Regions from separate parts of the Mus musculus genome. Here region 1 is linked to region 2. The links are chromatin contacts, called in public HiChIP or PLAC-seq maps. All regions are on one chromosome and are shown on one strand. The core of a region is the stretch at or near the end of the contact, and the rest is flanking DNA. Distances in the headings are between cores, read along the strand shown. Region 1 overlaps Gm31420 (a long non-coding RNA gene). Region 2 overlaps Pde4dip (phosphodiesterase 4D interacting protein (myomegalin)).

Evidence for each region. HiChIP or PLAC-seq counts read pairs in DNA pulled down with a chosen protein or histone mark.
Region 1: a CTCF HiChIP or PLAC-seq map of the NIH/3T3 cell line shows a contact between it and region 2, with 5 read pairs. The contact joins two enhancer-like sites. A contact is called at or near these places in 1 of 15 datasets of contacts at CTCF or cohesin (the NIH/3T3 cell line) and 1 of 9 other capture datasets (macrophages).

Annotation. Positions count from the first base shown.
Region 1 is chr3:98,352,869-98,358,113 of GRCm38.p6, forward strand. It overlaps Gm31420 (a long non-coding RNA gene), which reads left to right. Exons shown (of 3, transcript XR_001783933.2): 3 at 1,925-2,431. Among named protein-coding and RNA genes, the nearest start is that of Gm31420, 4.6 kb to the left of the region's middle. Within about 2 kb of position 3,078, at least 72 of the 459 cell types and tissues checked have an H3K27ac peak or open chromatin away from gene starts, as enhancers often do. A contact at or near this core is called in the NIH/3T3 cell line, where this site is marked.
Region 2 is chr3:97,824,597-97,829,804 of GRCm38.p6, forward strand. All of the region lies in intron 3 of Pde4dip (phosphodiesterase 4D interacting protein (myomegalin)), which reads right to left. Among named protein-coding and RNA genes, the nearest start is that of Pde4dip, 62 kb to the right of the region's middle. Within about 2 kb of position 3,880, at least 25 of the 459 cell types and tissues checked have an H3K27ac peak or open chromatin away from gene starts, as enhancers often do. A contact at or near this core is called in the NIH/3T3 cell line, where this site is marked.

The DNA of each region.
Region 1 (5,245 bases), core at 1,828-4,327, 530 kb after region 2:
CCTAGCCCGGTGGTAAGGATCAAACCCAGGGCATCATGCACGGTAAACAAAACTCTTACCAATGAAGCCATATCACCAGTGCTACGCCTCTGAGCCTTCTTTCATTTTTTAGTAGGTTTATTTAGAGTGCACATGTGCAGATCAGAGGACAACCTACAGGTGTTGGCTCTCTCTACCACGTGGGTCCTGAGGACTGAACTCAGGTCTTCAGGCTTGACAGCAAGGGCCTCTACCCACTGAACTCTCTTGCCACCCATTAATTTTTTTGTTTTCTCTCTCTCCTTCCTCTCTCCCTTTTCCTCCCTTTCTCTTTCTTCCTTCCTTTCCCTTTCTTCCTTCCTTTCCCTTCCTCCCTTCTTTCCTTTCTTTTTGAAACAGGTCTCATTATATTGACCTGGATGTACTAAAATTCACTATATAGACCAGGCTGATCTGGAACTCACAGATCTACCTGAGTGCTGGAATTAAAAGCATGGGCTACTACAGCCAGCATATGTTTTATATTTGAATCACAGTCTCACTCTGTAGCCTAGGGTGACCTTGAACTTCTAATAATCCTTCTGCCTCTGTCTCTGGAATTCTGGATTTACACACATGCAGCACTGTGCCCAGCTAAGAGTTCTATTTCTAAATCTATGAATAGCTGCTGGACCTCTCAGTGAAGGCTCTCTCCAACAGAAGGATAACTGTTGGCTGATGTCCTGAGGTCTGCTCTCTGGGGGCTTGGAGCTGTGGAGTTGGGGTCAGTGCTAAAGTGACATGGATAAGTTAAGTCATTTTATGTTCCTTTTGGGGAGAGGGCTTGTGTCTGTTCCATTATAAGACTCTAGTTAGGTTCATAGAAAATTCTGTCAGGCTCCCTGCAAGAACTCTGGGAACCGGTTTCAGGTTCTTTGGAGCCTGGAATGGATTTTCCTGCTCAGTCCCCGTCCTGCACTGGCCTTTGCAGTCAGAAAGGCCTAGAAGTCTGCTTCTCAGCTTCTCACCCACCTCCCCACCCACCCACCCTTTACCCCTCCCCAGTAGCAGTTCGTAGAGGACTTCCATACCTTATCCGGCTCATATTGCATAAGTGTTTACTCTTTCAACAGGATTTCTGGTTGTCTATCATGTGCTAACTGTGCAAAGGGCTGGAGAACTGAAACAAAATCTGGTCCCCCAGGAGAGGAATCTAAGCGATCCCAGCCCAGTTTGTCATCCGATTGGAAATTAGAAATGTGTCCACCAGGTGGCGATCAAGAGAAGTCACTAGAACTTTTTTTTTTTTTTTAATTTATTTATTCCCTCCCTCCATCTACCTCTGACTACTGTTTTATTTCCCCTTCTGAGTGGATTCAAGCATCCTCCTTTGAGCCGTCCTTGTTATTTAGCTTCTTTGGCTCTGTAGATTGTAGCATGGTTATCCTGTACTTTATGACGAATATCCACTTAAAAATGAGTACATAGCATGGATTTCCTTTTGGGTCTGGGTTACCTCACTCACTTGGGATGATATTTCCTAATTTCACAGGGTGGGTGAGGGTTAGGTGTAGAGAGAGATGGGGAGAGAGGGCCGAGAGAGTGAAGGAAAATCAGTGAGAGTTGGGGTGGAGGGCGCATCTCTAGAATGTGCCAGAGACCTGGGATGGGGGAGGCTCCGAGGAGTCTATGAGGGTGACTGTAGCTGAGACTCCTAGCAGTGGGGATATGGAGCCTGAAGAGGCCATCCCCTGTAGCCAGGCAGGACTCCCAGAGGAAGGATAAGGACACCAACCCATCCACAAAACTTTCCACCCAAAATTTGTCCTGCCTATAAGAAATGCAGGGACAAAGATGGAGCAGAGACAGAGGGAATAGCCAGTCAATGTCTGGCCCAACTTGAGAGCCATCTCATGGGTAAAAACCAATCCTGGACACTGTTAATGATACTCTGTTATGCTTGCAGACAGCAGCCTAGCATAACTGTTTTCTGAGAGGCTCCACCCATCAGCTGACTGAAACAGATGCAGTGACCCACAACCAAATATTAGAGGGAGTTTGGAAGGAGACTCCACAGGAAGACCAACAGAGTCAACTAACCTGAACCCTTGGAAGCTCCCAGAAATCGGACCACCAACCAAAGAGCATACACAGGCTGGACCTAGGCTTCCCACTCATATGTTACTGTGGGGAGTGGGTGTGGCGGTTATCCCAAGATGGTGCCCGGGACTGTAGCCAAGTCTAATGACTTGCACCTGACTTCCTCATACACCTGAAAATAAGGCACGTCCATCGTGAGAGCTGCGCAGGCCCACCATGATGCAAGATCAGGCCATTTGATGAAGGCCAATGAACTGAGATTACGCGGACTGGGCTGATGGGGCGTGGTTGAGGGGTTATATAAGGGATTGCGATTGGGGCTAGAGGAGATTCCTGCTTGCATGTTGAAAGCTTCCTGAATAAACTGCTTTGAGAAGAACGCTGTGTCGTCACTCTTTTTTGCTGGTCGGAGACAGAAGCGACATGTTACAAGTGTGCGGCTTGGTCTTTATGCAGGACCCCGACAACTGGAGCAGGGCTCTCCCCAGCTCTGTTGCCTACCTGTGGATCCTGTTCCTCTAACTGGGCTGTTTTGTCTAGCCTCAGTAAGAGAGGATGTGCCTAGTCCTGCGGTGACTTAATATGCCAGGGTGGGGTGGTACCTAGGGTGGTCTCCCCACTTCTCAGAGGAGAAGAGGAGAGGGATGAAGGGAGGGGCCATGTGAGGGAAGGACCGGGAGGAGAGGGAGGCTGAGATCAGGATGTAAAGTGAACAAATGAATAAATTAATCAGTGGAAAAATGCGTATTTATTTTATTTTATGTGTAAGAAGAGGGTGTCAAGCCCCTGTAGCTGGAGGTCTGGAGGGTTGTGAGCCACCCTGTGGAAGAACAGGCACACAGCACAGTGACTTCTGCCTCATGTGTACTTTTCTATCGGTTGTTTTAATTGTTCACTTTCCAGGCCTCGCTGAGATACCCAAGACAGAAACACAAATGCCTCTCTGTCCCCATGCTGCACACTCATTTGCCGACTGTGAGTGGCACGTTTTATAGAATGGAATGCACAGAATGAGGTGTGCCCTGGGGAGGAAATTCCTGTGTGGATGGATGACTGGTTCCAGCTCATTACCACCATGGCATCCTTCAAAGATGACACACATCTCTCCCAGCTGTGCTTTCCCCGTCTGCTCAGTCTCCGTGTAATTTGATTAAATGTGTCTTTTCCCCCCATCATAATGGAGAGAGAGGCCATGATCCTAGTATGCTAGGAAGATGAGTGCTGGCTGAGGAAACCTGAGACAGGCAGTGGCACCTGTCAGGCCCTGGCTGTATGGACTGCAGGTGGAGGTGCATAGGCCCCTTGGAGAGCGAGCGTATGATGACCCCATGTGACCTGGATGCCCGATATTGAACTGCAGAATCTGGTGTTCACGCTGCTGGGTTTCAGTCTTTGTTTGATCCAGTGTTTCTTTTTTGCTATTTTCCTGCTCCTTCCTTTTGGGATGTGATTTTAAAAATTTGTTATTATTATAATTGTTGTTGTTATTATTATTATTATGGTGTGTGAGATATGTGTGAATATGCATGCATATACGGTGCACATGTGGCCAGGGGCCAGCTCTCAGGATCCACTCTCTCCTTCCATTTTTTACCGTGTGATCCAAGGATCCAACACAGGCCATCAGATTTGTGGGCAAATGTTATTATTCACTGGTATCTGATGGATGGCCTGTATGTGATCTTGTCTCCTCCTCCTCTTCCTCCTCCTCTTCCTTCTTCTTTGAAACTAAAATGTCCTTTCCTGAGGGAGGAGGGAGATTCATGGGTCCCATCTCCAAGGTTTTATAAGCAATAAACTTTTATGAGGAAGAGGAAAAAGGAGTCTTTGGTGACTGCCACACATTGAGCAGGAGCTCCAGGGATGTCACCACCTACTTTAGTGGTTGGGTTTTGGGTGACACAGCTCATTTTGAGTCATTGTTTATCTGGTCTGTCCATGCTATGGGGGTGGGGGTGGTGGTGTGAATTGATGTTTCTTTATGTCCCATTAGGAAAAATACTGTAACAACTACCACTTCTGGCTGCATTGCCTCAGCAAGTTTATTGAAGTCAGAATAGTTTTGATTCATTTAGACTGGGAGTCACATGACCATTCCTTGTTTCCCCCATAAAGACTAGAAAGTCAGTACCTTGTTCTCTTCCTCTTTTGTATTTAATTTCCTGTCAAAGCATAGGCTAACGTGGAAGATGCCATGTGTTTGTGATAGTCTGTTGCAATCCCTTCCTCACAGGGACACACTCTTTCTGGGTAGGTAACACAGCCTCCACTGGCTCCTTAGCGACAGCAGGGGAAGCACAACTACGACCTGGAGGTGTGTGATGACATACCATTTGGTGAAGTCAGCCATGTTGGGTTTGCCCCCTCAGACTGCTGGGCAGAGGCAATGAAACTTCTCCCAAACTCATCTGTATTCAGGAACCAAGGGCAACATGTCTTGGGGAGATGTAAACAAACCCTAGACAGGGCAGCAAGAATAGACCAAAGAAGCAACTGCATCCAAGTGTGGCTTGATGAGGCAGGAGGATTAGTGGACTGACTTACACAGCATGTGGCCCAGGCTGGCCTTGAACTCACTCAATAGAGGAAGATGACCTCGGACTCCCTCTGGGTCCTCCTGCTCCCACCTCCCAAGTGCTGGAATCACCTTGCTTGGCTTAGGAAATGTTCTCATATAAATGTTTTAGTTTCTTATTGTCTGATTTTGAATTTTAAAAAGTCAGATTTATTACTATCATTGTTTTTGTATGATGCGTGTACAGGCACATGCCTCACAGCATGTGTGTTTATTGTGGGAAATACCAAAAGAATCGGCAAGTTCCCGTGCTTTTCCCAGCTACTCTCAGTCCTGCCAGGCTGGTCGGCTTGTTCTTATCTCATGGAGACTCTTTAACTCAGAGCTCCAAAATCTCTCCATCCAGCTCACTAAGTTCCTTCAGGAGGGTCGCTGCCATACCAACCCAGTGCTTCAAAACCCCATGACCTTTGTGGTGTACCTCAGGCAAACCCACTCTTTGCCGCTGTACTTTTCTCTCTTGAACCCACATGAGGCACCCTGTGAAGGAAATGCAACACAAACTTAGTTCAGAAACAATGATAACTCAATCTCTGGGCACAACAACTGAAATCCTAACTTATTAAATCCAAATCCTCTGGTGGCGAATCCTAAAGGATTCACCGTTGAAAC
Region 2 (5,208 bases), core at 2,630-5,129:
TGACGGAGGAACATGCTGTGTGAACTCAGACACAAGTGGCAGTAACCCGACTCCAAGTCAGGACAGGGCTGTAAACTACGCCCCCCCCTACCCCGCCTCTCTCTCTCTCTCTCTCTCTCTCTCTCTCTCTCTCTCTCTCTCTCTCTCTCTCTCTCCTTTTCCTCCTCCCGACCCCCCCCCCAGCCTCAAGCCCCAGGGGGCAGTTAACAACTGTTTGGAAAGAGAGGGCCTGGCAGCTCCCCTCAAAACCTTCCCAGAAACGGGAAGAGGGTGGATAAGGTGGTACTGGGGTTGCAAAGGCAAGAGGGAACTGGAAGGGCAGTGGCCTGTGGGGAGGGAGGAGATGCAGGGTGCAGACTGAAACTGTGGAAAGAGTACATGTCCACGAAATGGCCCACAGACAAGTGACCAGAGCCAAGCAGCCTCTGTCAATCAGGTGTAAATCTTAAGGTGCTACCGACCAGAGAGGCATCCAATTCCCTTAGTGATCCAGAGCTCAGCCCCGCCAGGCCAGAGTCTTCAGTCTTTCTCCCTGGCCATTTTCAGTCCCGGGGCTGTAGGTTTTCAGTCTTTATTCCCGTGCTCTCTGCTCCCCGTACATATCACATACCCGCAAAGAAAGGGTGGATCTTAGCCGAGGGGGACGTCTACAAACTGTTTTTCAGTGAACAAAGAGAGGGAAGCCCAAGGGGTCCTCCCTCTGGGGAAGGAGTGTGGGAGTGCTGGGTGGGGGGGGCGGTGTGAGACAGCAACACCCCCGACCCCCATCTGGGAGGCCAAAGATTTCAGCCGCTCACTGGTTCCTAACTCCTGCACCTGCCTAATGGAGCTGGGCCATCATCACCAGATCCTGCTCATAAAGCAAGTTAAGATCCTTGAGTGACAGCTGCAACCTTAGCAGGAAGTGTTATTTATATCACATCACATGGGACTTTGAAGGTGACTGGGAGACAGCCCCATAGCCCAGATCCCAAAAGAGGTTTTTGATTTGGTAATACCAAGTTGGAAAAATCACAGTTAACATCAGTTAACATCTGAGATAAAAGAAATTATATATATATTACATATATATATATATATTTCAAGCATCCACTTCTTCCCTAACCTACCGACTCTCCATCTTCCCTGTTCTTTCTGGACCTTCATAACAATCCAGTCAACCTTTCCCAGGTATCCAGAGGTCACACAAAGGTGAAGACAGCCCCAAAGAGTGGCGTAGCCACACAGTTGGTCATGACATGTTAAGGTGTGTCCTATACTGTAATCTTACAAATTTGTGTCTATCAAGCTTTTTACATTTTGCATTGCAATACACTCATATATATATAAATTTTCAATTATGCATTATTATTTGATATTTCCTACTTGTCTTTCTGGGAGCGATCTGGTGGATTAACTTACTGAACAGAGAGTAAGTCTTACCCTGTAGTTTGGGAAACATTGACTCTAAGAGAACCCAGAATGAAGGATGATCAATTACTACTGGGATGATAGCAACGAATGCTTTGCCAACAACTGAACTTACACTTGACCATGAGAAACAGAAAAAGTTTGAGTAAATCAGGTGGCTTCAGGAGTGTGCAATGGGATTGTCTATTCTTCTGAAAAGACAAGATTGTAAGAAGGAACATGTGTCTTATAATGATGAGAAAAAAAATTCATATTAAGAAATCTACTCACTTAAAAATCTGCACATAAAAATTCTTCATGTCTATTAAATTCTTAACTTCCAGAATAAATGAAGTCCATTGAGATTTAGTGACAATGAGGATAAAAGCCAGAGCTCACAACTCACTTTTCCGAGCCCTGTATATCCTGGGATCTCAGCTTCTTGGGAAGCAGAGGCAGGAGGATGACTGCTTCCCAGAAGGTTGAGGTCAGCCTGGAGAACCTAATGCGACCGTGTCTCACACACACTAACAAACTTTCTGGGACTAGTTCTATTTTGAAATATCTGTGTGGCCTGAGGGTGTACCTCTCCACACACAGAACCATCCTCATCGAGAACATGAAATGCTGAGAAGACGGTGTGAAATGACCGGGAACAGGTGGGTAATGGTTATTATCACTTCCATTTTGCTCAAAGGATCATAGACAGTGTGTAGTTAGGTTTTGGCTGTCTACTTGAATCCTCTTTCTTAAATCACATATAATAATTTCCTAAAAGGCTTTAATTAGAGAAATTAAAGTATATGAGACTTCAGGGTATCCCCCTGCAGCTGAGATGTTTCCTGCACTGATTTCTATGCCCTTGGTTCTCTTTCCACCCCTCCTGCCCCTTTACTGAGTGGTTGGGTGGTTTGGTTTGGTTTCGGCCAGTGCCTTCATGTCGGTAAGTTCTTACCCTTCTAAGTTTTCTTTCTCTACAGGCTTTCTCCACTAAATGGTTTAATCCACTTAGGATGCTATGTTTTTATCTCTCAAGTGATACCTTAACTTAGTCTTCTTGACCAAGAACTAGCCCACACACCCAAAGTTTTGCTGGAGAGTGCAACTTGAACACCCCATCCTCACAACCCACTTCATGACAAACACTTCGGCACGAGTCCAAGCATGTCAAACAGACTCTGCCAAAGCGTCTTCTACTCTTCATACTGTAGCCAAGGAAATGCCTTCAAAACTCCAATCTTGTCAGAACCCTTCATGGGCAACTCACCCATCTCTTAGGCTAAAGAGAAAACTAGATCACATTTCTTTAAGACAGTCCATCCCTTCTCTTCTTTCAAGTCTTAGTTGGAATTCCATCAAAATCATGCTTTCCCTACCCTGGCTGACCTCCCCTTAAGAACTCCCAGTCAGACAAACACCAAGTGTTCATGTGTTGCCTTTTGCTGTTGCTTTTATCCTCCTGGTGGGTTGCTGAGATTATTTAAAATCCTTTGACTTCCCATGTAAACTCTAACCTCTTCCACCCATCTATGGCCATCCGAGTAAAGGACCGCTGAGTTATATGTCCGTTCCTATAGCCCGTGCGACAGCCCAAGACTGCTTCTGCAGTAACAGTCATCCCATAGTGTGGCTACAGGCTGCTTACGATTATTTCAACCAGAGTAGAGTGGTTTGGGGGCTGGCAAGGAATATTTTGATTTTGTGCCCATATTCTCTTGACTTCGTATTTATAAAGCACTCCCTAAAATAATCATTGGAGTTGATGACTAGATAACTATTCTATATTTTGTGATAAGATTTACTAATCCACTTTCTTATCAATAAGTTATCGTGCCTAGAATTTCCTCCTAAAGTAGATCTCAGGAGAATGGCAGGAGCCAAGAACTTTCATACCTCAAACATAAAGGGATAGGACACACTGCCCGCCTCCATCTGACCTTATAATGAATAGTGCCCCTCCTCCACGCCTCCCTGACTCCTCTGAGTCATACAATAACTAGACCTTCCTCACTTCTCCACAGTGCCAGACACTGACCCTCCCCTCCCTCCCCTCAAAGCCTTAAAATAGACTCCGTTGCCCTTCTGGATGGTGTGAAGCCCACCCCTTCCCTTCAGACCCCAGTACACTCTCTTCTAGCAGTAAATAAATCTTGTGACCTCATCTGCCTCCATATCTCCTGTTAATTTTAGAACTTAGTAAAAGTTTTTTTTTTCTTAATAGTTCCAAAGAAATCACACTTTCTTAAAATGGTAGTTGTAGGAAAATTACATCTAGTTCACTTACCTTCCTAAGTTCATATGCTCATGAGAAGAACTTCTTCTGTGAGGTTTATATTAGCCTCATTGGCAGAAATCACCACTTGAACATTAATATCTCATACTTGTGACATCTCAATCTGAATTCCTGATCATCCCTAGACAACATTCTTTCCCTGTTGGAGCCAGTTCCTATGTGTTACAAGGCAAGATTTGTGGTTGGTGAGACTGAAGCCTTTGAGTCACTCCTGACTCAGTCTCTCACAGACACCATCTCATGTGACTGCAGATCCCACTGTCTATAACACACATGCATTAGAAATACAGATCACAGATGGCGGGTACCACCACCACAGCATCTCTTGTACTGTGTCCCAGATGCTGTGACCTATCCCCTGAGTTACGTGAGCAGCCCCCTTTCCCCGTGTCTCCGCTTCTATCCCTGATGCTGATCATCAATTCTGAGCACAGTGCCTCTGTGACCAGGTTGAAATGCACCATGGTGCTGAAAGCTACCATCCTCTCCCCGTCTAACTCCAAGTAGATGGTGATGGTGGTTCATTAGCCCTTAAAGTGCAGGCCCAGGTGGGTCTGGCTCCCCTTCCCCTTTCTTCCCCTTCCATCCCACTACTCCCCTCTTCCCTTCTCTCTGCTGAGTTCCCACCTGCTCATGCTGTCCCAGTTACACTGGCTCTTCTTGTTCTTTCTCAAAACAGGTAAAAAGCCTTGCTCCTCGGGGCCTCTAAGATGGCTGGTCCTTCACCATGCTGTGCTCCTGCCCTAGATAGCTGTCAAATATTCTTCCAATGAAGGGCCCCATTTAAGACTAGAGCCCATCCCACACCTCAGCCCAGCAGTCCTTGTCACCCTAAGAGTCCATTCCATTATTATTCCATTATGCAGAATCTAAGACTGCACTGACCCATTTACCTTAAATTTCTCTCAGTCAGCATGCACTCTCCATGAAAAAACTGGAGTGGGTCTGCTTTACCCCCAGTACCAAAAATGATGCCTAGTGTACAGGAGGCACTCAGTACATGAGTGCTGAATGAAAGAACAGACTGATAATTAAATTACTAGCTTCTCTGTTCTCCATGGGTTTGATTAGACTTAAATTCCATCTGCATCCCTGACGTCATTTCTCCTTAGAAACAGGTTGTCATATATATTTTTGTGTGTGTAGTACTCTAGCAAACTAAAGTTAACAGTGAACAATCTGAACTTGCTACAAGAGTTCTGAACCAATGACTACGTGAAAATTACAACCCAAGGACATCGTGAACTCCGCAAATAGGAAGAACAAAATGAATTCATCAGGGGAGCTTGTCCAGAAAGTTTCCACAGAGAACTGGCACTTCTTTCTCCTTAAAGAAGCAATCAGGTCTGCATGGATGGAGGCAGCACGGAGAAGCCAAATATAAGAGGACAGAGAGCTAAGTTGGCTCAAGTCTAGGGCACCACACTAGGAGCTTGGAGAGAACCCTGCCCAGGAGACCTTGGCAGTCAGTGAGGACCTAAGAGTTTCCTTTTTGAAGCAGGTTCTGATGGGGAGAGTAGGGCTGA